7 separate regions of the Mus musculus genome follow, and all the other regions are linked to region 1. Evidence: chromatin contacts called from public Hi-C and promoter capture Hi-C data. All regions are on one chromosome and are shown on one strand. The core of a region is the stretch at or near the end of the contact, and the rest is flanking DNA. Distances in the headings are between cores, read along the strand shown. Region 1 holds the start of Styxl1 (serine/threonine/tyrosine interacting-like 1). Region 2 holds the start of Lrch4 (leucine-rich repeats and calponin homology (CH) domain containing 4). Region 3 holds the start of Vgf (VGF nerve growth factor inducible). Region 4 holds the start of Agfg2 (ArfGAP with FG repeats 2). Region 5 holds the start of Znhit1 (zinc finger, HIT domain containing 1). Region 6 holds the start of 4933404O12Rik (RIKEN cDNA 4933404O12 gene). Region 7 holds the start of Pcolce (procollagen C-endopeptidase enhancer protein).

Region 1 (3,138 bases), core at 614-3,113:
TTTTTTGGTGTGTGTGTTTATGTGCAGGTACCCACGGAGGGCAGAAGAAGGCTTCAGACCCTCTGGTGGTTGGAGTCACCTGCCTTGGGTCCTGGGAACCAAACTCTAGTCTCTGCAAAATCAGCAAGCACTTTTAACTGTGAGCACCTCTCCAGCCCCTTGCATCTTTATTTTTCAATGAATGGACTGAATGGGAAACAGGAAGACCTGACCTAGATGGTAAGAAATGTAGACTTCCCTGGAATGATCAGTTCTCCTCCGGAGCATGGTAATTGTTTCTCAAGCCTTGGTTGTATCAATTTTGCTAGAGATTTGTAAAAAATACTGACCCTGCCCTCTTGACACGATCCTGGGTCTCCTTTACTGATTCCGACATGCACTAGTTAAAGAGGCCCTGGCCCAGGAGAAGATTGACTATAAATAGCTTAGCTGTAACTGTCCTAGGCCAAGTCTACCCAAAGCAAGGATGATCCTCCAAGAATAATTCAAAAGAGATCCAGTGGAGGAGATGGTTCAGTGGGTAAGTGCATAAGGACCTGAGTTCAAAGCCCGGTTCCCCTGCCTGGCAGGTTCATCAAAGGCCTTCTCACTCTCATAAATAAATAAATAAATAAATAAATAAAGTCTACAACAGGGGTTCTTAAGCTTCCTAATGCTGCAACCCTTTAATACAGTTCCTCATGTTGAGGTGAACCCTTCAACCATAAAATTACTTTTAAAAATAAAATTGCTACTTCGTAACTGAAATTCTGTTACGGTTATGAGTCGTAATGTAAACATTTGCTACGGGACCCCTGTGAAAGGGTCATTCGATCCCAAGGTTGAGAACCGCTCGCTGGTCTAGTGTGTGATGGCCAAGACACCGATGTCCTTCTCTGGCCTCTGTACAATCATGTGCACATGACACCACACACACTCTGAAAAACGATGCTTGATGCACATCTTTAATGCCGGTACTGAGGCAGAGACTGGACTCCGTGAGTTCGAGGCCAGCCTGGTCCACATAAACGGACATAAAGCAAGCAATCCCTGGGCGGGAAGGCCACTGACTGTGCTAATTTCAATCGAATCTCCCAAACTACTGTGACCCTGATCCGTTCTCCACCCTCGGAGCCCCCGGCACTACGAAGTTAACGTCCGCGTTATTTCTCTCCTGGTGCCTCACATCCATGGAGGCTTCAAGGAGAAAATCAGTTAAGTCGAAGCAATGCAAAGTTGCATATAATGCAACTCGCATCCGGACCGCGAGCCTCGGCTTCTGCACCTACGTGGAGCGCAGACTATGGAGGAAACCTGGACTGACTCTGTCCCCCTTCCATGTTGGTCGGGATGTGAGCCGGGCGGCCCAGACGTCCAGAGTGAGCCTTGGATGGTTAAGAAACGCCGAGCTCCGGGGACGCGTGTGCCGCCCCCGGAGTTCCTTCCTAGGCAGGCAGCCCCTTGTACCTGGGCCGAAGTGCTGAAGCTGCGGCGGAGAGCGGCGCCGGCAGGACGGGCGAGAGCGGACAGCATGGCTAGGGCGGGCGGGACACGGAGCTACTGGCAGGAGCTACAAGAAGACGAGTGACTCCAACGACCTCCACTCTGCGCAGTGGCCGCCCGGTCCAGAGCCACCTGATCTCGCGAGAGAAGCGCAAGAAGCTTGAGCCAAATCTCGCGAGACAGGCTCGGCCGTGTGGTTCCTTGTCTAGCACGCCCTAGACCCGGCGAGCGAGGCCTGACGTCACGATTCTCTCCGGCTCCAAAGAAGTCATCTCTGGGCTCCGGCCACTTCCGAGATCTCGCGAGAGAGGCCCGGCTTCACTTTATCAGGCCGTTCCTTCCCCCGCCTCCTACCCCGCCCCTTGCCCCGCCCCTCCCCACCGTTAGCTTTGCCCACTTCCGGGACCTAGCGCTAGGACAGACGGTCACCAGGATTAGGCGGAATCTTGGGACCGCCCCTAGCAACCCGGTACTAGAAGGACTCTTGGAGCGCTCGCCCGGAGGACAGGCTCTAGGTTAGAAGTACCCGTTATCCCAGGTGGGGCTCCGGTCGGACGTCCTGCCGGGGAGCCTGACAGAAGTCGCGCAGCAGGTCAGGCGGCCCCGGAGCTCCTGACCTCAGCCAGGCCCAACTTTCCTGCCCCCTGGAAGAGGCCGGCTGGGGTCCCGGGGCGTCCCGGGGCGGGGTGGGCAGCATCTCCCCACCTGTTTCCTCCAGAGCCGCCCTTCCGACAAGTTACACAGAGCCTTGTTGAGGTTCCAGGCTTCTCACACAACCCGCTCGGAGGAGCGAGTACTCGCGTTGTCATGGCACCAGGCGATGTGCAGGACCGCGATCCTAGGTCTGGGACGGAGGAAGAAACGTTTGGTGACCGTGCCTCAGGCTTTGGGCTTGTCTCTACCCCTCAAACTCTCCAGCAGTGCAGGGAGCACGGTTCTGCAACTCTTCTTCTTGCTTTTCCTGCTCCCCCCTTCTTTTCCTTCCTTTCTTACTAAAATCCGCACAACACACGATTAAAAAAATAATAACTATTCTAAAGTTCAGGATCAGAGCTGGAGGGATGACTCTGGTTAAGAGCACTTGCTGCTCTTGCAGAGCTTCGATCCTGAGACGCTAGCAGGTGGCCCACAACCCCCTGAAACTCTAGCTTCAGGCATAGCCATTGCCGCAGGCATTCGTGTGCAGGTACCCACGGAGACACAGAAATAAACATTTAAAATGATAAAAATGTAAAAGTAAGGACCCATACACATACAGACGTGCACATATATGCACCTACATACATTCGAACGCATGCTACACACATAAAAAATATTCCGGAGGCTGCAGCAGAAGGATTGATGTGAGTTTGAGGCCAACATGAAACTCTGTTAAAAAAAAAACCAAAAAACAAAATAACAACCATGCAAACAAAAAGTTGGGGAGGGGGTTAGAGAAGGAACTGGAAGGGAGGGAACTGGTTGGATTTGTTCAAAAACACTTGGCATGAATGTGAAGTTCTCCAGCAATAAAGTATAAGTTCAGTGTCCTAGCTGTCCTTGAGCAGGCCTGTATTCCCAGGGACCTGGAGGCTGAAGCAGGATGGTAGCAAGTTCAGTGACTCAGTCTGGTTGGGGACAGTGACAGAGAAAGCAAGGCTGCTGGTGGTAACAAAC
Region 2 (3,491 bases), core at 222-2,721, 1.9 Mb before region 1:
AAGCATTTAAAAACAGAGAGATTTAAACTTTTTCTCTCCAGAGCTGTAAGAGGAGATTGTGCCCCAGCCAGCCTGGTACAATTGCAGGTGGGCAGGAACCTACTGGAGCAATGTGTTCTTTGATCCAGCTTGATCCAGCCCTGGACCAGATGAGAGGAGCAGAAGGGGCCCTAACACTCCAGCCCAGACTGGGGTGGGGCTCCCGGAATGTAGCCCTCTGTTGTGATTCCCCGCCCTCAGCTGCCAGCCCAAGTTCATAGGCTGCCTCCTAAGCAGCCTGACTCACCTGTCATAGTACAGTCCCCAGTGCCTGGCCATAGCAGACCCAAGGGTAGAGTGTCCATGATTAGTGGGATCCCAAACACACACACACCAGGGTGGGGTGGACATGATTAGAGGGGTCCTGAGGGCAGGGACTGGAGAGTCTCCAGGAGGTCAGCACTCCTAGCTAAGAGATACAATGTCCTTCCTTTCAGCAAGCTGCCTCAAGTTTCTCCCCTAAGGGGAAAGCAGAATTGTAGGGTTCCTATGAGATCACAAACTCCACAGTGACCTCATAAAACCAGGAAGAAGAGAAAGGGGATAGGGGGATAATGGGTGGAAAGTTAAGGGCGAGAGATTCACTTCTTTCACATAGATAGGCTGGGGTGGACGGCGGAGAGGGGCTGGGACTTGGGGAGACTACGGAAAAGCAAGCAGAAACGTCGGGTTGTTAGGAGCGACCCTTTAGGAAAGAGATAACGGGGCTTGTTGGGATTGTGGTGGACGGGTGAGAAAGACGTTGGAAACGACTAAAAGGGTGAAAATGTAGCGATTAATGATAGATTCTACATGGAAGTTTGCTTTAAGGGTTGATCAGATCTAGGGTTGAAGAAGCCAACCAGGTGAGGGGCGGGACCATGCTACAGGTGCGCAATATGCAAATAAAGGGGAAGAGTCTCCTAGAGCTCGGCCAAAAGTGTTCTGTGCACTCTTGAAGCGAACTCATTGTCCAGTGGTTCTTACACAGGGGAGGGGAGGTCGCGGGCTCAATGCCAATCCCAAGGGGCGAGCGTTCAAGACTGCCAGGTGAAGGGGTGGGCCCAATCGAACGCGAGGCGGGGCTATGCAAATGAGGGTCGCAGTCCAGTATGGGTCCCCTGCTCTCTGGGCACCAGCGCAACTCACCAGCCTGGGTGATGTCTGACAAGTCGTAACTGCGGGCCGCGCCCCGGGGGAAGTGCTTCAAACGCCGGTTGGACAAGTTCAGGGTCCCGGTGGCCACAGCCTCCTCTAGGGCTCGTTCTGCGCTACGGCTCCCAGGTAGACCAGGAGACCCTGGCAAGGACACTGAAGCTGCAGCTTCCTCACCCCCGGCGGCGAGTGGGCCCGCTACTGCTGCCGCCATCCGCTCTCGGCGGCTCCCCCTGCCTGACTGACGGCACCGGCCGGCCCTTCTCGCCCTTCCCCCTCCTCGGAGCCGCCGTAGTCCCCACTGAAGGGAGGAAGCGAGGGTCAGGAACTCCGCGGACCAATCATGAACCAGAGACGCGTTAGAAGTGCCCAATCAGAAAACGGCAGGGGGTGGAGCCTCTCAATTCTAGATTACACTGAGGGAAGGGAGGGGTGAAGAGGAGCACCCCGCCAACGGCCGCGGTTCCTGGTCGGCCCGCCCCGCGCAGCGACATCCAATCACAACTCTCGAGGCTGGAGATGGAGCCAATGAGACCCGCCCAGGAGGCGGGGACTACAGGTCTCAACTTTAGGGTATTAGAGACCCAGAGACCACAAACCTGCTTTTTCAACCAAGACCAATTGCAATCTAGATTCAGGCGAGTGACTGTGAAGAAGACCAATTAGAACCTACAAAAGGAACCTGTCCCGGCCTCTTCTCTGAGGGACGGTTCTGCCTACCAATAGCATGGGCTAGGAGGTGCTCCATTCGCTAGACAGAAGGAGGTGGGTGAGCTAGAATTTTTGAGACGCAGGTAAAGATCGTAAAAGGCGCGCGCTGGGCGGCCTGACAGTGCAGGGTTAGGGTTGGGTACTAGCTGTGCTTACTGGGGAGCAAACCAGCATCCGAGAAGTGAGGAAGGGCGAGGGATGCCCCACTCAGCACTCAGGCTGTTGTCTCAACAGAAGGGACCATTTCCTCCTGCGCAGTCTTGAGTCCCTAATGGGAATGCTGGGGATGACCGGTGAGGGGGTTTCCAGTTCAGAGAGGGAAAGTCGTCAGACCTGCCAAAGTCCCCCTGGAGAAGACTTGTGATGGCCAGACCAAACTTTAGAGACTACGAAGGATCTCATGGCCTCTAGAACAAGATCTTTGGGGGTTTTTTGTTTGTTGCTTTTCCGAGACAGGATTTATTTCTCCGTGTAGCCCTGGCTGTTCTGAAACTTGCTCTGTAGACCAGGCTGGCCTTGAACTCAAGAGCTCCTCCTGCCTGTGTCTCCCGAATGCTGGGACTAAAGGCGTGCATCATCACCGCCCGGCTAAGACCTCGGGTTTTTTATAAATGAGGAAAGGGAAGCTGGACAAATCTCAGACCTCCAGTAGAACTCCCCCACACATACTTTCATAACAGACTTTGTCTATTGGAAACCTCTTATTTGAAGCTGGGTGTGGTGGCATGAGCCTGTCGTGACAGTTCTTAAAAAGAGGAGGCAGAAGGATCGGGACTTCGAGGTCAATTCCAGGCAAGCCTGGACTACATAACTCCAAACTAACCTTTTTTAAAAACAAAAACAAACAAACAAACAAACAAACAAACAAAAAAACCCCAGAAAACTTCTTGAGATACAGGAAGGAGTCCCAGATGTGAGAGATAATAGTAAAAGAATATTTTTTTTTCCTTTGAGATTTGCTTTTAGAAGAATGTTAGCGTTTAATGAACCTCCCTGTGTGGCTTCTAGTCATTAGAAAACAGGCATCCCAACACCCTTAATCGCCTCGGCTCTTCCAAGGTTAATCCTGTGGTGAGGCATGCCACTAAGCATCCCCCTTCCCTCTTGGGTGCCTCCACAGCTTACCAATGTGGCTGTAGCTGTGGCTAACATGGCCCCATAATTTCAGTCTTTTTTTCTCAATGTGGGTGGCATGGTGACCTAAAGGAAAAGAGGGAGACTGGCTTTCAGAGACAAGGTCTCCTATAGTTCTAGCTGGCCTCTAACTGGTGATGTAGCTAGGAGTGACCATGAACAACTCCTGACTGTTACCACCTCTCAAGTGCTGGGATTATAGGTGTGCACCCTCATGCAGGGCTCGATTAGAGAGCTTAAAATCTTGTGTAGTGACAGAAGACCACGTCTGCTTTCCGTGTTGCCTGACCACCAGTAACTGAAGTTGCTCTCTCATCTCTGGTCATTCCTGCTATACTGATATGCCTAGACACTAAAGTATTAGAGACTGGGGGCTGGAGAGTGAGTTTAGCTGGCCAATAATGTATATTGGTCTACTTCTGTTCTAAGCACCCAAGAGAGTGGCTCACAACAGCTTGGATCTCCTGCTCCTG
Region 3 (3,387 bases), core at 571-3,070, 1.3 Mb before region 1:
CACCACCTCGCCTCTCCTGCTCTGCCTCCTCCTCCCTCTCGTTCTCCCGCTCTTGCTGCGTCTCCTGCAGCTCGCGACCCCCGAGATCGCGCTGCCGGGCTCCGCCCTGCAACAGATACTGGAGCAGCAGGTCGGAGGCGAGATCGGCCAGCCGCTCTTCTTGCGCCGCGGCCTGCCGGGTGGCCTCCGCCTGTCTCCTCCCTGCCTCTACCTGAGCTAATCCTTGCTGAAGCAGGCGCTCTCCTGCCTCGGAGCCGCCCAGGAATGAGCCCTCGAGCCGGCGCACCTTAGGGAAGGGGCCACCTAGACTTTGATACGCCTTGGATAAGGGTGTCAAAGTCTCACCTAAATGTGTTTTAGGGGAGGACACTCCTTCCCCGAACTGATGAGTTTCGGGAAGGGGAGCGCTTTCGGACATTCGAGCCTGGAATTGGGAAGGGACCGGGGGCGGAAGAGGAGCGCGCTCCGGAACGCGCGCCTGGAACTCTCCCCAGGAAGCGCGCCACACGCGCTCTGGCCCGGGGCTCTCCAGATTGACTCGGGTCAGCGTGTGCGTGCGGGTTTCAGTCTCTGCTGCCGCCGTCTCTTGTTGGCGCTTAGCATTGCTCGGACTGAAATCTCGAAGTTCTTGGAGCAAGGATGCTAGCGCCTCCAGCTCTTCTGAGCGGTCGTCCTCCTCGGGATCGCGGTCCTGAGTCTGAGGGCGAGGGGGGGCCACAGCGGGCGCTTGGATTTCTGGTGCCGGGAGGCTATGGGTCTGACTGCGCACGGACTCGGTCAGCAGAGCTTCTGCTGCTTCTTCGGGTGTTCCCTGCTGGGAACCTCCCGGGACCGACGGGGGCGAGGCCGGACGGTCCAGTGCCTGCAACAGTACCGAGGCCAGCGCCCGGGGATCCACGCCCTGGAAGAGCTCTCCCTGGTCCTGAGGCTCGGGATTCCGAGCAGCTCGGACCTCTGGTACGCCGTCATCCTTTGGCCGGGACACTGCGTCCTCAGCTACCTGCCCATTATGCTCAGAGCTGAGGGGAGGAGGAAAAACATCGGGGCGCCCGGGGGGCGCTGCTCCCAACCCCTGGATCAGTAGAAGGAAGCAGAAGAGGACGGATGCCGGCAACGTGAAGGTTTTCATGACCAACGGGCTGCCAGAGACTGAAAAATAGAAGAAATCAAAGAAATAGAGGATTTCTATAAGAACTCCCCGCTTTCTATTTCTGCTTTCCCTCCCCCCACCTTTAAGCAGGAAATCCGGGGTTTCCCTCATTTCTCTAACCTTACCCGAAAAGAAACGTTTAGCAGAGAACAAGAAAGATGTGGCGATCTCTGGGGTCGTGCAAATGGGCAGAGAACGCCCGCAATCCTCCTTCTGGGTACCCAGTACCTCCTGTCGCCCCCTTCCCTAAGTCATCTCTCAGCCAGCGCCCGCGTACTAAGCAGCAATGATAAGCGGGAGGGGGGATCTGTTCCCTCCCCACAGGACTCCCCGGATGGTGCGTGGGTGACTTCATCAGCGACAAAAAAGCAGAGACTCCCCTTTTACCAAAGACCCTTCCCGGGGGCACACCGCTATGCTCTCAATACCCCATATGGAAAGAAAATCCTCCCTTCACGCCCACGAGTGAAGAGGGTTGGAGGGATGGACAGCGGAGTATTTACCAGCCGGTGTCACGACGGCGGGAGGTGGAGAGGAGGGTCGGGGCAGGGGGAAAGTCGGGACCGGTCCGCCTTGGCTCTGTTCCGTGGCTGGAGTATGAGCGATGGTCGAGGGCTGGCGTCCTAGAAGCTGGGCTCAGCTGGGTCAGCAACAGCGCTCTCGCTCCGGCTTCAGCACGCTGGACAGCGCCCGCGCCGCCTCTGCCTTATAAAGGGGAGCGCGCGGGGTCACGTGGGATAGCCCCGCCCCATTGACGTCAATGTTCATTCATGGGGAAGCGGGCGGGTGTCTGGTGGACGGTGAAAGTCCAATGATTGGAGGATAAGCGTCGCTCCCGGCCTGCACCTGCGCAGTAGGGCCCTCGGCTAGAGGGGCGTGCGCTAGCCGAGCTCCGGGAAATGAATGAATGAATGAATGAATGAAATGTCGAGGCGGGCGGGGCAGGGGGCTATGAATGAATGAAGGAGGGACGAGGAGAAAAGGATGAATGAATGAATGTAAAAATGAATGGAAGGGTGGGTACAGAGGAACCAGAAGGCGGGAGGGTGGGTTACAAAGCACTTGCGGCGCGGAGCCTGCGTTGCTGAGCAGAATAGGAAGAGGGCACCGCCAGCATCTAATTGGGCGCCAGTAAAAGATCAGTACTGGATGGGGGGACGGTAAGGGTTTGAAAGGGGAAGGGGCCTGGCTCCCTACTCCGCCACAGTATGGTCTATAGGGAGCACGCCCAAGGACAACTTGAACCTGAGAGGAGGGGGTGGATTTGCGGTGCGGGATGCCCGCCCAGGGTCAGCGCAGATGGGTGGATCTTGCGGTTTGGGTAATCACCTTGGAAAGGGTCCTAGTCGAGAGAGAAAAGGGAAAGATTGACGATGTGTGTGCCTTTGGGTCGTGTCTGTTCAAACCAGTTCGTGTCTGAAGGGGTTGGGGAAAAAAAGGTGTGTCTGTCCTTCTGGCCAGCGGGCTCTGCTGTGGCTGTTAGGGGGTTCCTGTTGTGCCCCCTTTTAATCCAACTCTCCCACACCCTTCAGCCTGTCTCCCTCTCCCCCACAGCCCCCACCCAAGGACATTTGGAGGGCGAGAGCAGACCAGGTGGGGAGGGGGTTGAGCAGGTGGAGAGGGTGACTCAACTCCATTTCTCTCTACCGCTTAAAGGGGAGGTCTGAACGCGACCGGGGGGGGGGGGTGAATTGCAACGTCAGAGATGGACCCTCTCAGCCATCAGACCCTTCGACCGTATCTCCTGCCCAGAGGGGTTGGGGCTGGGGGCTTGGACAGTTAGAGGTTCCGGGAGTGGGGGGCGATGACGCAGAGATTGCGCAGAAAATCTATCAGCCAGCCGGGTCCAGTGAAGGGAGACCAGACGTGGGCGGGGGTGGGATGGGAGGACGGAAATGGGGAGGGGGTAGAGGAGAGGGAAAGGTGGCCCCGGGAGCTGCTACTGCAGGAATGAAGGGGAGGGAGGAAGGCTGGAGGGGGCTGCGGTGCAGGCGGAGAGCAGTGCGGGGGCGTGGGCAGGGAAAGGGGGGGGACAATGACACACACCAGACACACAAGGACTGCGGACACAGGGGTGCTTATAGGCACACGCAAAGCCCCCCCGCACCCTGACACTTTGGAAACCAGAATGGGGAGGGCATCTGGAGGGTCTCAGAACCTCTTTCAGAGTCAGCCCCCTCATACCATCCTGTTACTGACCCTCATTTTAAGCCCCTAGCTCGTGCACGCGCGAGGGC
Region 4 (3,344 bases), core at 709-3,208, 1.9 Mb before region 1:
GTGTGTGTGTGTGTGTGTGTGTGTGTGTTGCTCTGATGGGGGGAGGCGGTTGCCACATGCATGCCAGTGTCCTGAAGACAGAAGTCATTGATCCCTTAGAGCTGGAGTAATAATGATTGTGAGTCATCCAGCGTGGGAACTGGGAACTAAGCTTGGATCCTTTGGAAGAGCAGCAAATGCTCCTAATTGCTGAGACATCTCTTCAGCTCCCACTGCAACATGCTGAAAAAAAAAAAAGTTTGCTTTCTACCTCCCACCCCCTATTGCTTGGGTTCTGTAGACTTAACTCCCCAAGGGCGAAGGGCCTTTTTCTTACCAGGAAAGCCACCAAGCCCTCCCCACCAGGCCACAGGAGCAATAGCAGAAGAGGGAGTCCCCGGGCTGCCTGTGCTCTTGCTGATTATGAGGGGAAATAGGGTTGTCACTCTCTGATATGGCCTGGGTGGAGTAGAGACAGGAGGAGGAAGCGCACCCTCTGGTTGCTCTTGCAGACCACACCCTGTAGCAAAAGACAGACTGGAAGCTATCAGAGTCTAGTGGTCACCCCAATTCCTGCCCATTTATTCACTTGTGGTGGGTAACATTTTAAGGGGTGAAGAAATAACCACTGGCTAAAGAGAAGCTGTGCAAGAAATGGCCAGCACAGGGAAATGCTGAACGCTGAACTCTGAAAATGTACAAGAGGCTTTTTTTTTGGTGGGGGTGGGGTGGGGGACAGGATTTCACTGTGTAATCCCCTGGAACTCACTACATAGACCAGGCTGGCCTAAAACTCACAGCGATCCACCTGCTTGGAATCCAAGGCATGCAGCCATGGTTTACATGAAGCAAAATGGTTCCTTTGCATGTGTACATGGGGACTTGGCATCACCACAGCTCAGGGGGAAGTACACTTGCAGCTATGACAACAATTAAGCAACCTCATCTAGCCCATGGGCTCCTGGGTACCAATAACTCAGAAACCTATCTCTCATCTGCCCGCATCCCATTGGCATGTCTGAAACCAAAGTCCTGACTTATGGTTGCCAGCATCCCTAAACCTGCTTATTCTCAGCCTTTCCTTTTCCAGGCAGTGACCGAGGATGACTCTGAAGTACCGCTACTGCTACCCCCACTTCCCAAATGCTGGAATTACTGGCCTGTGCCACCGCGCTGAGTTGTATGCAGTGCTGGGGGCTTGAACCTCGCGCTTAGTGCACTCTACCAGCTGAGATACATCCCTGGCCACGGAGCAGAGCTTTTAAAATCAAAAGACTCAGATTCAAATTCTGACTGAGCCACAAACCAGTTCTGTGATCCACTTCAACATGTTTTCTTGAATATTTTTTACATGCATTTATTTATTTGTGTGTGTGTGTGTGTGTGTGTGTGTGTGTGTACTCATGGAAATCAGAAGGCAGCTAGCTTATAGGAGTCGGTTTTCTTACAGGAGTGGGAATGAAGGTTAGTGGCAAACGCCGTTCATCCCTTCTGCATCCTACCTCAGGTTTTTAACTTGACTCTAAAGTGGGGGCTCTTTCTATGACTTGGATAAATAAAGTATCTTTTACAAAGCACTCCCCTTCTCTGTCTTTCCCTTTCTCCTCCAGCTCATCCTAGGGCAATTTCTTTCCGATTTTCTTGTCTCCTGGCTCAGCCTGGAACGAGCCTTTGAAATTTGGCGGGAATTAGTATCAATCCGGAGGATGAGCACTACGCACGCGCCGAACACCTCCTTTCTCTCGCACGCTAATTTTGCAACCTTAACAACCAATCAGAGTCAGCATAGGAGTCCGTGGCGAGAGGGGGCGGGGACAAGGAGGAGGGCACGCATTGTACTTGCAAGGTGGGGGTCTTTGTGAACCAATGGAAAAGACAGAAGGCCGGGTGGCAGTGGGGCGTGGTTCTGAAGGCTCCAGCAACCGGAGGCCGTCTCGAATCGAACCAATTAAAGCAAGGAGGTGGGGGGAGACTAGCCAATCAGCGTGCCGAACAGGACGAGGAAGGGGGCGGCAGAGTCTCTCGCGGTCGTGGTCGGGGCTGCAGGAGCTGGTGTCAGGGTTGCCGGGCGTGCGAAGGCGGCGGAGGCGGGAAAGGCAGCGAGCGGTTAAAGGGGAGCGACCGCTGACTTGCAGAGGAACCTGGAGGAGAGATGGTGATGGCGGCTAAGAAGGGCCCGGGCCCGGGTGGCGGGGTCGGAGGGAGCAAAGCGGAGGCTGAAGCCGCTTCGGAGGTGTGGTGCCGCCGAGTGCGGGAGCTGGGCGGCTGCAGCCAGGCCGGGAACCGCCACTGTTTCGAGTGCGCCCAGCGCGGGGTCACGTATGTGGACATCACCGTGGGCAGCTTCGTCTGCACCACCTGCTCCGGCCTCCTGTGAGTGGATCCGGGGGGGGGGGGGGGAACTGGGTTTGGTTCGGGTGAAGTGAGTCTGCAGGAGCTCGGGGCGATCCAGGAGGTCAGAGGGGTAGCCCCGGCATTGGATGTGGCGGTGGAAGGTCGCCTGCTGCAGAGGTGTGTCGTGGGGGAAAGGGAAAAAGCGCAGGGGGACAGAAGACGGGAGTGGAGTCGCGCTGCAGAGGGAGGGTGGGGGCTGTAGAAGGACACGAGGAGAGGATTGGAGAAACTCCCTGGGGGAGGCGAAGGCGAATTGCAGGTGGGGAGAGAGAAAGTGTGGAGGGACTGGGGTGGGGTGGGGGAGGGACTTAAAGGGCCAGAAATTGACATAGACCTTTAAAGGGAACTTTAGCTGGGGTTGCATTGTATCTCAGTTGGTAGAGTGCTTGCCTAGCACGCTCGGCGCCCTGAGTTTCCATCCACAGCACTGCATAAAACCCGAGTAGTGTGGTACACGCCTGTAATCCCAACACTGAGGGGGAGGTGATCAGGAGTTCAAGGCCAACCATGAGACCCTTGCCGCTCCACCAGGAGGGGAGCGGAGGGGAACGGGGTGGAAGGAGAAGGGAAAGAAATAGGGAAGTCGAGCCTAAGACAAAAGTACCCTAGAAGGGAATGGAAAATGCTCCACGCATTAGCCCAGGCTGACAGCCTAGAGTGGCAGGTATGAAGCCAGGGATCAGGTGCAGATCCTAATCTTTCAGGCTCTGGAATGCTAGCTAGAGGGTAGATGACTTACGAAATATACTAAGGGCAGAGAGCCAAAGGGTTATCCTGGCGGACAGCTTAGCTTTCCCGAAGAGATGAGGATCAGAATGGCATATTCTTTTCTTTTCCCCATTTCGTCCTCTGCCCCCGTTAAAGTTGCATTTGATTTCTTTACTTTGCACTGTAGGGACATGTAGGTTCCATGGCTTGTGTGGTTATCAGAGAATAACTTGTAGGAATCAGCAATTTCCTTCCACTACGTG
Region 5 (3,434 bases), core at 359-2,858, 1.2 Mb before region 1:
ATAACCAGTTTCCCACTCTTTCCACCCCAGCCCTCCTTACCTGTCCACAAACATGATGATCATGTCTTTCTGATCTGCATATTTCTCCATTTCCTTCTTGAGCCACCTGACCTTCTGGCCTCCACCAACTGTTCGAGCCACATCACCCCCTCGCCACTCCTGTCCCAGGCCCAGGGTCTGCAGGAAAGATCCCACCCCCACGCAGCGGAAGAGGTTCAGCTGGCCAAGATGAGGAAACAGGACCAACCCCCACGACCCCTGCCCTCTCCCGCTGGAATTTCTCCCATGGGTCCCCCCACTCACCCGTACAGTGTAGTTAAAGAACTCCGCAGACTGCAGAAAACGCCGGTACCCCTCTGTCTCTGCCGTAGCCACAGTGATCACCAGCAATTTGTCTGTCATAGCCAGAGAACTGGCACTTAAGACACGGCTTAGTGTCCCACGTGTTTATCCCTCTGTATCACCCCCGACACACACACACACACACACACCTCCATATTACTTCACTAAAGTTCTTTCAGCACATTTGATCTCCAGAAGAGTCGGGTGAGAGTAACATACACGAATGGGGGCTGGGGTGTTCCTGTCTGTCTGGGGAGCCTGGAACCCCAAGTTCTGCATGAGAGGCTAATGCACTGGGAAGGCTGGACACTCCCTTCCAGGCTGGCGGACGTGTCGACCCTGCCCACTGGCCGCCCGGGTTCTCACCTGGGTTGACAGCATTGGCGCCCCGGGGTCGATCGGAGGCAGAAGTTACGGGGGGCAGCGGCGGCAGCAGCAGCAGGAGCAGGAGCAAAAGCCGGGGTTCCGGGCCTGCCGCAGCCATGGCTAGCAGCACGCTTAGGCTACACCCAGGCCCGCACCGGCGCTGAGCTGAGCGCCTGGATTCCGACGCCCCGGGAAGATTCTGGGAAAAGGGGAAACCGAGCCCGCTGAGAGGAGGAGCTGTGCTCGGGACTCCGCCCTGGAAAAAAGGCGTAACCCGAGGCCACCGAAAACCCGAGATGCAGACGGCGAGACAAGGCAAGGATTGTCCCGCGGGCGCGGGCTGGAGGGTGGGGAGGAGCCGAGGGTCCGGTCCTGGGCACTGCCTGACTCACACCGGAGCAACCGAATCCCCCCGGGAGGGGAAGTGACCTTTTGAGGAGGGTCCAGGCGACGCGGGGGCGGGTCTTGACCACAAGTCTGACCCGGAGGAACACAGGACAGCAAGGCCTGGGGTGGCGCGCGGCGGGGGCGACGGGCCCGGAGGGGCCGGGAAGCCGGAGGCGGGATCGCGCGGACATCCTCGTGGGTCTGGGTTCAACAAAGCCACCGAACCTGCCTATCCTGTCCCGCAGCGCGGGGACACGCACCGGGGATGCAAAGGGCACAGGGACAAGAGCGCTCCCCTAAAGACCACCCACGCCAGTTTTTAAAAAGTGACCATTTGCAGGCGGCTCTCAGATTTTTTTTTTTGGGTAACCACAATGCGACCGGAATTAGGTTTGCCCCTATCAAAGATGGCGGAAAGCGAAAGCTTGCTGATCTCCAAGGGAACATCACGTAATGACTTCAAGCGGGAGGGGAAAGACTGCGCACGCGTATGTGTGCACGCCACCGGAAGGGGTGTGCTCAGAGCAAGGGTCGGTGGTTAGTACGCGTGCGCAGTAGGCTCTTCTGTCAACTGTGTTGCGCCAATGGTGGAGAAGAAACCCGCCGGTATGTGAGCCTTGAGTGGTTCGCCCTTTTGTGCTTCCCAAGTTCAAATTCAGCCTAACATCTCCCCGCCTAGCTTTTCACGTCAATTACCTTCGCTCAGTGTTGGGGCAGTCTCGGAACCATTAATTCGTGTTTTGTGACTGCTTGCTTCAGCAGACGTTGGGGATGGAGAGGATGTGTTGTCTCTCCAAAGCCCGGGTGCTATGAGCAGTGGTACTCACCTCGGCTTCTGGATTGTTTTGCTTTTGTTTTTTTTTTGTTTTTTGTTTTTTTCTTCGAGACAGGGTGCGTACCCTTGGCTGTCCTGGAACTAGCTCTGTAGATTAGGCTGGCTTGGAACTCACAGAGATCTGCCTGCCTCTGCCTCTACACTGCTGGGATTAAAGGCGTGCGCCACCATCGCCCCACTTTCCTCCAGCTTCTGGATGTTGGATGGAGGGAACAGAGAAACTTAGGAAATCAAAGGGCTTGGCTTTGGGTACTACACAAACACGTGCACACACACACACGAACATACACACTTCATTCCTTCCTTTCTCTCTTTTTTTAATGTAGCCTAGGCTGCCTATGTAAATTAGGCTGGACCTCAGCCTCTTGGTGTCCTGTAGTCCTGAAGTCTGTGGTTTGGGGGAGTTCTGGTTTGAGACTGGCATGTTATGGGAAACCCAGCACCAGGAATGGGCAGGTGAGATGGTGCATGCAGTAGGTAAAGTTGCTTGCTGCCAAGCCTGACTACTTGAGTTCAGTCCCCAGGATCCACATGATAGGAGAAAAGGCTTCCATACAGTGTCCTCTGATCTCTGCACGTGTACTGCAACACCTACATGTGCACAGAAACACTCAGAATAAATGCACTTTTTGAAGAAAGATAGAAATACAAGAAAAAGAGGTCAGAGATGAGCCCCTGCTGATAGGGTGTTGTCCAGCATGCCCAAAACTCTTGCTCCATCCCCAGCATCACATAAGCCTGGTGTGGCTGTGCACAGGAGGTCATCCCAGGCCAGCCTGGGCTTCCTGAGATCCTATTGAAGGTTGTGGGGGTGAGAAAGGGACAGGCCAAAGAGCGCTATCAATTAAAGAAAAAGGACAGGCAGAAGCAGCCTCGAGAGCAAGAGAGGAGACAAAATGTCGGGATAGGAAATATATCCAACAAGATAGGGGGACATCTGGGAGCCACACTGGGGAGACTTTTAGTCCAAGGAAGGTAGTCGGTGCAGTCACAGGGCACAGGCATGCGTCTCAGGCTGAAGGAACATTCTAGAAATGTACACTGGATTTTGCCCTACTGAATCACAGGTCTTGAGAATATGGAGGCCAGAAGTCAATACTGTGTCAATTCTCAAAGGCGCTCTTTATTTTAATTTGTGTATGTGTGCTGCTCTGTGCAGGTGAGTGTAGGTATCCATGAAGGACAAAAGAGGCAGTTGGAATTACAGAAAGTTGTGAGCCACCCTCATGGCTGCTGGTCCTGGGTCCTGGAAACAGCTGTAGCACTCTGCAAGAGCAGGGAGCGCTGTTAACCACTGAGCCCTCTCTCCAGCTGCAATTTATTGTGTCTCCAGTTATTGCTGGGACTGGGAGGACTTAGAGGCAGCATAAAGGGCCGAAACAAGCTTGCCAAGCTGGAAGAAAGCAGGGTGAAGATCTGGGAATTCCTCACAGCATAATGAAGGGGCCGAGGCGAGGAGACTGGGGCTCTAGGCAACGGCAGTGCAACTTTCCTCCTGTCTTGA
Region 6 (3,137 bases), core at 487-2,986, 1.1 Mb before region 1:
GTGAGACCTGGTCTCTTGATATCCTAATTCATGATCCCTCATTTGACTGGGGCGGTTGGCCAGCCAACTTCCCCAGCAGGACGTGGGGGTGACAAGTGTGGCCCACTGTACCTTGCTTTGTTCCGTGTGTGGGTGCTGGGGATTGACTCTGACGTCAGGCTGTCCGGCTCGGTGGTAAGCACCTTTACATGGCTGGTCCTTTCACTCTCCCACTCTTCTTTTTTTTTTTAGTGATGGAAGGGGACAAGGTTTCACTATGTAGCCCTGCCTGGTCTGCATCTTGTTATGTAGATCAGGCTAGCCTCAAATTAGTCTTGACTTCCCCGTCTCTACCTTGTGAGCACTGGAATCGCACGCATGTGCAACCAGCCTGGCTATTTATTTATTTTTAATCATGATTTCCCTAAAGTCTGTAATCCCAGGACTGGGGGAAGCTGAGGCAGGAGGATGACTATAAGTTCCAAGCCAGCCTAGGGTTACATATACAGACCTTATTTCAAACAAAACCAAGATAGGTGGTGAGATAGCTCAGCAGGTAAATGTGATCACTCACTGCATCACATGAGTGCAATCCCCCAGACCCACGTGGCAAAAGGAAAGGATCAATTTCTGAACCCAGAAAGTTTTCTGACCACTACATGCCCTCCCCCTAAATACATACGGCAACAACCAAAACAAACATCAGACTAAAAACAAACAAAACAGAAAACAACAAAATCCCCCCAAAACAAAACAAAAACCAACCAATCAAACAAAAGCACCCGCCAGCCTTGTCATTTACTGGAGTATCAACGCGTTTGCTCTTAGGAAGCAGTGAAGCTTCCGAGGGCAAACACTGCTAGGTACTGCAGATCTGTGTCTGTCGGCCCCAGCTAGACCATGGATGAGGGGTACCTTATCGACTCTAACCCCAGCTCCCTCTTCTTTAATAGTGGAGGGCTGTGGCTGTGGCAGCACCCATCACTACTTATTGTGTGTGGTGTATGCATGCTGACATATGCTTGAGAGCTCGTGTGCAACTGCAGGGGCCACAGGAAGTTATTACTCCCAGCTTCATTCCCCAGAGCCAGGGTCCGTCTCTGAACTTGAAGGTAGACTAGGCTGGCGGCTAGGGTCTCTGATCCCACATGTTGGTTGTGTCCCTGTCTCCCTGCTGGGGATTCGAGCGGTTTCTCAAGGTTGCAAAAGCTCTCTTACCCCTGTGTCATCTCCCCAGCCCATGGACAGCACCTAATTGCTCCGATCACCAGGATCCATTCTGCTATTCCGGACAACGTGAAGGAACTAGACGGTTAACCCAGAGTCACATCACCGGGGGGGGGGGGGGGGGGGTTTCAGGACTGGAGAGGTGGCCTGCGCCCCCACCCACCCCCACCCCCCGGCTCAGGGCTGGGCTTCCCGCGCATCCAGTCCCAGGTCTTGTCCTGATTTCCCGGCTGAAAATCCTCACCGTGGAAGGCTGAACCGAGCCGCGAACACATGAGGAGCCCCGGTTCCCGCCTCAGACCTGCAACTAACGACAGCTTGCTCGCGCCTAACTACATTTCCCAGAGTTTTCAGCGGCAAGCCGTTAGCGGGGCTCGCGACAGAAAATTCATTGGCGCCGAGGTGGTGGTGGCCGGTGACCAGCAAGGTGAATACGCAGATCTGTCGCTAACCCTCACACCTTTCACCCTGTCTACGCGCTCGCCACCACCTGATGCTCACTTCTGGTGTGGGAGGAGGCAGAGCAAGACAAGCCGTTGCCTGGAAAGGAACCAGAACTACAACTCCCAGAATGCTTCGGCATGGACAGCCTCCTGCTTCTCCGAGTAGCCCTAGAAACCGTTGTAGTTGCCACAGAGACTATTCTCAGATTATTTGGGCTCTGCAAGCCAGCGAGCGAAGGAGCAGAAGCCAGATTAGGGGAACGATAAAGGACAAAAGACGATATTTGACTTAAACAATGCTGACGAATACATTGCCATTTTTTCTTCCCACGGATGATCAGGGCCAGAGCAAAGGGCGAACAGCCTTCTAGGAAATGCAGAGAAGCTGCCACAGGAGCTATGGGAAACGTAGTCCATTGATTACTAGCCACGCCTTTAAGGAGAATTCAAACACAGTATTTGCCTTATAAGTACTTAAATAGTATTTAGAAAGTCCCTTTTTTATATTTACCCTCGGAGCCGTTTCAGACACTGCATATCCTAAGTGGAGCTTGTACCTGGCTAGCCTGTCTTCAGCCATCTTCCTTTAAGGTTTGTTGTACACAAAAGTAGACCAAAGGAACCTGTGGCTATTACGATTAATACATACTTCATAAATGTGATGGTTTGTATATTCTTGGGCCAGGGAGTGGCACCATTTGGAGGTGTGACCTGGTTGGAGTAGGTGTGCCTCTGTGGGTGTGAGTTTAAGATTCTCACCCTAGTTGCCTAGGAGTCAGTCTTCCACTAGCCGCCTTTGGATGAAGACATAGAACTCTCAGCTCCTCCTGCACCATGCCTGCCTGGATACTGCCATGCTCCCACCTTGATAATGGACTGAACCTCTGAACCTGTAAGCCAGCCCCAATTAAATGTTTTTATAAGACTTGCCTTGGTCATGGTGTCTGTTCACAGCAGTAAAACCATAACTAAGACAATAACCTATACGGTAGGAAGAAATCTTGAAAACTACTAACGGCTTGTTCTGAGTTAACCTTCAAACTAAATGTTCACTCCAGGACACAATAGGAATGAAAGGCCTGGGTATGAATCTTTCTCTTGCTACACACTGAGAGACGGTAACTAAGGAGACTGGGATCCCAAGAGACAGTGCCAACCACCTGACCAGAGGGTTTGGATAACGATGGCCTTTGTTCTATAATCTGACCAAAACTCTGATAAGACTATAGATGTAGAAGACGGAGCTCATTTTGATTTTCACAGGCTGAGTATCTGGAATCCTGAAGTGGACCTGGGCCACACTGAGGCTTTGGAAACAAGAGGCATGCTTTCAAAGGCTGTATAAAGAGCAACAGAGAGGCCTGCAGCTCTGTGGGTAGACACCTGGCTAACAGGAAGCCCATCTGGCTCCCATCTGTAGCATCACATAAACTGGGCATGGGTAATGGCGGCCTGTGAGAGTGAAGGCAGAAGGATCAGGGATTCAAG
Region 7 (3,273 bases), core at 107-2,606, 1.8 Mb before region 1:
TGAACCCCTCTTCTTAGCCTTTCCTCCTGAAGGAAGTCGAGCCGTGGGCTAGAGCTGAGAAGAGATGGAGTGTCAGAGAACACTGTGTGTACATGGGTGGGGGGTGGGGGTGGGGCTGTGGGGAGCAGTGCTGCGTATTCGAGGGGAGAGGAGGGACCTCTTTTATAAATGTGCAGGGGCCTGCCCTGGAGGAGCCCCTAACCTGACTATCATGAGCGAGAAATTTGATGGACAGTAGAATAAAAGGCTAAAGCCAAGCCTGTTTTGAAACCCTGGGGCCTCATGGAGGGGTGGCCTGGGATGGAGGGAGGCCTGGCTGGTGAGGGGGTGGGGGGAGACAGAAAGAGCCCAAGCTGTTGTCTTACTGAGGAAGTGCCAGCACCCCCAGCTAACCTTCCCCTTCTCACTCCAGAAGCCCCACTTTGTGATGTGGAGGTCAGGCCTGGGCTTGTGAAGTAACTCGGACGACAGACACACCTTACTTCCCACTTTGAAACCTCTGTTGGGTCTGTTGGTTTTGTTTGTGACAGAGCCTCACTGTGTGGCCCAGGCTGACCTCTTTAATCATGCTCACGCTGACTCCATTTCCAGAGAGCTAGGATTTCAGGTGTGCCTCCATCATACCTGCACCAAACCTGCAATCTGATCGTCACTTCTAGGGTACCTCACCCCTAGCCCACAGTCCCGTGGAATCAGCATCCCGTCCTCTTCTGTCTCCCATCTTTTCCCTTACTTTTTGCTCCGTCCCCTCTTTGCCCAGGGACAGGGACACTCCACACCCCCCCCCCCCTTAACCCTTCTGTACCTTAAAATAGTTGGAAGAGAAAATAAGGAGTCAGAAAGCCACTTTGCTTGGCCTGATCTGGTCCAGTGTTAAGGGGAGGTCCTAAGTATGTGCAGAAGCTCCTGGGGAAGGGGGTGCAGGCCTGTAATCCCAGCACGTGGGAAGCTGAGGCAGAAAGATCGAAAGCTCCGACTAGCCAGTGCGTCATGGCAAGCCTGTCTTAAGCAACAAGAACTATCTGGAAGTGTGCAGTGGGACAGTGGGTAGCCAAGAGACTTGGGGACATCCCCTCTAGATGCCGAGAAAGCAACAGGTGAAGAAGGGTCCAGCCTGCACCTGAAAGTCTCCAGCAAATGCCAGGTCCCCAGGCAAAGGACAGAGGGCAGTGGCATATGACTAGATGTGTTCCCAGCATTCTCTGGTCAATTAATATATGTCCAAGACCTAGAGAGGCCTCTGAAGGGACTCAAGCACTGTCCCAGCTGTCTCCCCGTCCCGCCTCCCCTGCTGCCCGCCCAGTTGGCCAGTCCCCACGCCCACACACCCGGGGCTGCTTCATCTGGTCCTGATTATCCTGCTGCTGCTGCTGCTGCTGCTGCTGCTGCTGCTGAACTCAGCTGCTGCTTCCAGCACTTCCCCCCTACACAATGCTGCCTGCTGCCCTAACCTCCTTTCTGGGGCCATTCCTTTTGGCCTGGGTGCTGCCTCTTGCCCGAGGCCAGACCCCCAACTACACGAGGTAGGTCTCATATCTTTCAGATGGCTTCCACAGGAAGCTTCAGAATGCTTGTGAGTCCTGGGAGGGCTGTGCCTGTGGGTCTTGCAAGCTCTTCTGCTAGCAAATCCCTTTTCCTCTTCAGATTCATATCCTCCCTGTCTGCTGCAAGGCCACACTGGTCTGTAACTTCCACTGTTCCCACTCCTTCACTACTGTTCTTCTGCCCTCTGCCCCTCCATGGAGCTTGAACCCAGAAAGCCAAGACCTTGACCTTGTCTGTTAGCTGACATTCAGGAACTGAGATTGGGGGAAGGGTAGCAAGCAGAAAGTCAGGTACTGGTCCTTAGCCAGGAGCATGGCAGCAGGGCGAAGGTGGGAGCCCCTAGCTGTGTGTCCACTGTTGCTCTCCTCAATTCTCTTGCCCCCTCCCCCTCGTGGCCTCGTGGCTTGTCACATCTGGAAGTAGTTAGGCGGCTCCTGTCCTTGACTGCCAGGCAGGACAGGGAGGGGGGGTAGAGGAGGTTAGGGGGACTGAGAAGGATTCCCGGAATTCCTGGCAGCGTGGGGGTGGAGCCTCTAGGGGATGGAGAGACGGGGCGGTTGCCTAGCCCCACTTTCCGTGGTCCTTGGACTGGAGTCTCCAGTCCACAGGCTGGGGCTTCTCCAACACCATCTTCCCATATTGCCGTGGCTTGCCCTTCTCACGAACCATCAATGCAGGGGTTCTGCCTGACACCTCCTCTGTCCTCCAGACCTGTGTTCCTGTGCGGAGGGGACGTGACCGGGGAGTCAGGTTACGTGGCAAGTGAGGGTTTCCCCAACCTCTACCCCCCAAACAAGAAGTGCATCTGGACAATTACGGTGAGAAGGCCCCTCTGGTCCCCATTGCTCTTCATCAGTCTCCCAAGCCAAACCTTGACAGCCCAGGGACACCGTCCCCACCACCAGGCATCACCTCTGGGAAACCCTCTTTTCCTCTTTGGTCCAAGGGCGTCAGGCCCCATGGTAACATGCTCTGAAGTACCTCCAACCTTCCTCCTCTTGGTCCAATCCCACTACTGGGAACTGAGCCCTGGGACTTTGGCATACTAGGCCAGAACTCTACCACTGAGGTCCATCTCTTTTATTCATTTAGGTTTGTTTTTGTGGTTTGTTTGTTTGTTTGCTTGGTTTTGGTTTTTCGAGACAGGGTTTCTCTGTGTAGCCCTGGCTGTCCTGGAACTCACTCTGTAGACCAGGCTGGCCTCGAACTCAGAAATTCAACTGCCTCTGCCTCCCAAGTGCTGGGATTAAAGGCGTGCGCCACCACGCCCGGCCCTGGTGGTTGTTTTTAATGTGTTTGTCGGGCATGAGTTTGCACACGCATGCATGCATGTATGCAGAGGTCAGAGCAGGTGTTCCAGAGTTGTGCTTTTCTCCACCCTATTTCCTTGAGACAAAGCCTCTCACTAAATCTAAAGCTAGTATGAGAGCCAGCAAGCCCCAGTGACCCTCCTGTCTGCCTCCCAGTAGGGTTAGGGTTCAAGGCATATGTGTGGAGACTTCAATGAGGCCTTTTATGTGGGTTCTGGGGGATTTGAGCTTGAATAAGCACTTTTACCCACTGGGCCATCTCCCTAGATCGCTTCCCCTTTTATTTTTGAAACATGGTCTCTGTAAATTATGGGTCTTGGCATTTATGGTCCTCCTGCCTCTGTTTCCCAAATAGCTGGGATCCCAGGCACACACCACCACTTCTGGAGCTGAGCCCTAAGTTTTTGGAGGCAGGATC

What was found. Promoter capture Hi-C pulls out the DNA fragments that hold promoters and counts their contacts. A called contact is a pair of places that touch in the nucleus more often than the background predicts.
Region 2: a contact with region 1 is called in a Hi-C map of B cells, with 7 read pairs. The contact joins the promoter of Lrch4 here to the promoter of Styxl1 in region 1.
Region 3: a promoter capture Hi-C map of pre-B cells shows a contact between it and region 1, with 3 times the contacts expected there. The contact joins the promoter of Vgf here to the promoter of Styxl1 in region 1. A contact is called at or near these places in 2 of 39 promoter capture datasets (liver and pre-B cells), 1 of 484 Hi-C or Micro-C datasets (B cells) and 2 of 9 other capture datasets (liver and pancreatic islet).
Region 4: a contact with region 1 is called in a promoter capture Hi-C map of liver, with 3 times the contacts expected there. The contact joins the promoter of Agfg2 here to the promoter of Styxl1 in region 1.
Region 5: a contact with region 1 is called in a promoter capture Hi-C map of pre-B cells, with 4 times the contacts expected there. The contact joins the promoter of Znhit1 here to the promoter of Styxl1 in region 1. A contact is called at or near these places in 3 of 39 promoter capture datasets (the C10 cell line, liver and pre-B cells), 2 of 484 Hi-C or Micro-C datasets (CD4 T cells and CD8 T cells), 1 of 115 datasets of contacts at active chromatin or transcription factors (large pre-B cells) and 1 of 9 other capture datasets (liver).
Region 6: a contact with region 1 is called in a promoter capture Hi-C map of liver, with 3 times the contacts expected there. The contact joins the promoter of 4933404O12Rik here to the promoter of Styxl1 in region 1. A contact is called at or near these places in 3 of 39 promoter capture datasets (liver and pre-B cells), 1 of 115 datasets of contacts at active chromatin or transcription factors (large pre-B cells) and 1 of 9 other capture datasets (liver).
Region 7: a contact with region 1 is called in a promoter capture Hi-C map of pre-B cells. The contact joins the promoter of Pcolce here to the promoter of Styxl1 in region 1. A contact is called at or near these places in 3 of 39 promoter capture datasets (cranial neural crest, liver and pre-B cells) and 1 of 9 other capture datasets (liver).

What each region holds. Positions count from the first base shown.
Region 1 is chr5:135,777,110-135,780,247 of GRCm38.p6, reverse strand. It overlaps Styxl1 (serine/threonine/tyrosine interacting-like 1), which reads left to right and starts at 1,863. Exons shown (of 9, transcript NM_029659.4): 1 at 1,863-1,997. Mdh2 (malate dehydrogenase 2, NAD (mitochondrial)) reads right to left here and starts at 1,599. Exons shown (of 9, transcript NM_008617.2): 1 at 1,447-1,599. The coding sequence starts at 1,512. Gm30205 (a long non-coding RNA gene) reads right to left here. Exons shown (of 5, transcript XR_003955810.1): 5 at 2,264-2,326.
Region 2 is chr5:137,627,103-137,630,593 of GRCm38.p6, reverse strand. Lrch4 (leucine-rich repeats and calponin homology (CH) domain containing 4) reads right to left here and starts at 1,471. Exons shown (of 18, transcript NM_146164.2): 1 at 1,168-1,471. The coding sequence starts at 1,387. Gm20605 (predicted gene 20605) reads right to left here and starts at 1,471. Exons shown (of 22, transcript NR_033148.1): 1 at 1,168-1,471.
Region 3 is chr5:137,028,728-137,032,114 of GRCm38.p6, reverse strand. Vgf (VGF nerve growth factor inducible) reads right to left here and starts at 1,820. Exons shown (of 2, transcript NM_001039385.1): 1 at 1,654-1,820; 2 at 1-1,149. The coding sequence starts at 1,129.
Region 4 is chr5:137,683,367-137,686,710 of GRCm38.p6, reverse strand. Agfg2 (ArfGAP with FG repeats 2) reads left to right here and starts at 1,958. Exons shown (of 12, transcript NM_178162.3): 1 at 1,958-2,352. The coding sequence starts at 2,132. It overlaps Gm15498 (a long non-coding RNA gene), which reads left to right. Exons shown (of 2, transcript XR_003956003.1): 2 at 1,070-1,326.
Region 5 is chr5:136,985,078-136,988,511 of GRCm38.p6, reverse strand. Znhit1 (zinc finger, HIT domain containing 1) reads left to right here and starts at 1,608. Exons shown (of 5, transcript NM_001310747.1): 1 at 1,608-1,701. The coding sequence starts at 1,680. Plod3 (procollagen-lysine, 2-oxoglutarate 5-dioxygenase 3) reads right to left here and starts at 1,493. Exons shown (of 19, transcript NM_011962.3): 1 at 709-1,493; 2 at 304-395; 3 at 41-177. The coding sequence starts at 826.
Region 6 is chr5:136,917,745-136,920,881 of GRCm38.p6, reverse strand. 4933404O12Rik (RIKEN cDNA 4933404O12 gene) reads right to left here and starts at 1,736. Exons shown (of 4, transcript NR_015555.1): 1 at 1,451-1,736.
Region 7 is chr5:137,609,487-137,612,759 of GRCm38.p6, reverse strand. Pcolce (procollagen C-endopeptidase enhancer protein) reads left to right here and starts at 1,356. Exons shown (of 9, transcript NM_008788.2): 1 at 1,356-1,523; 2 at 2,255-2,363. The coding sequence starts at 1,432. Fbxo24 (F-box protein 24) reads left to right here. Exons shown (of 10, transcript NM_027708.1): 10 at 1-255. The coding sequence ends at 3. It overlaps Gm36266 (predicted gene, 36266), which reads right to left and starts at 54. Exons shown (of 2, transcript NR_165817.1): 1 at 1-54.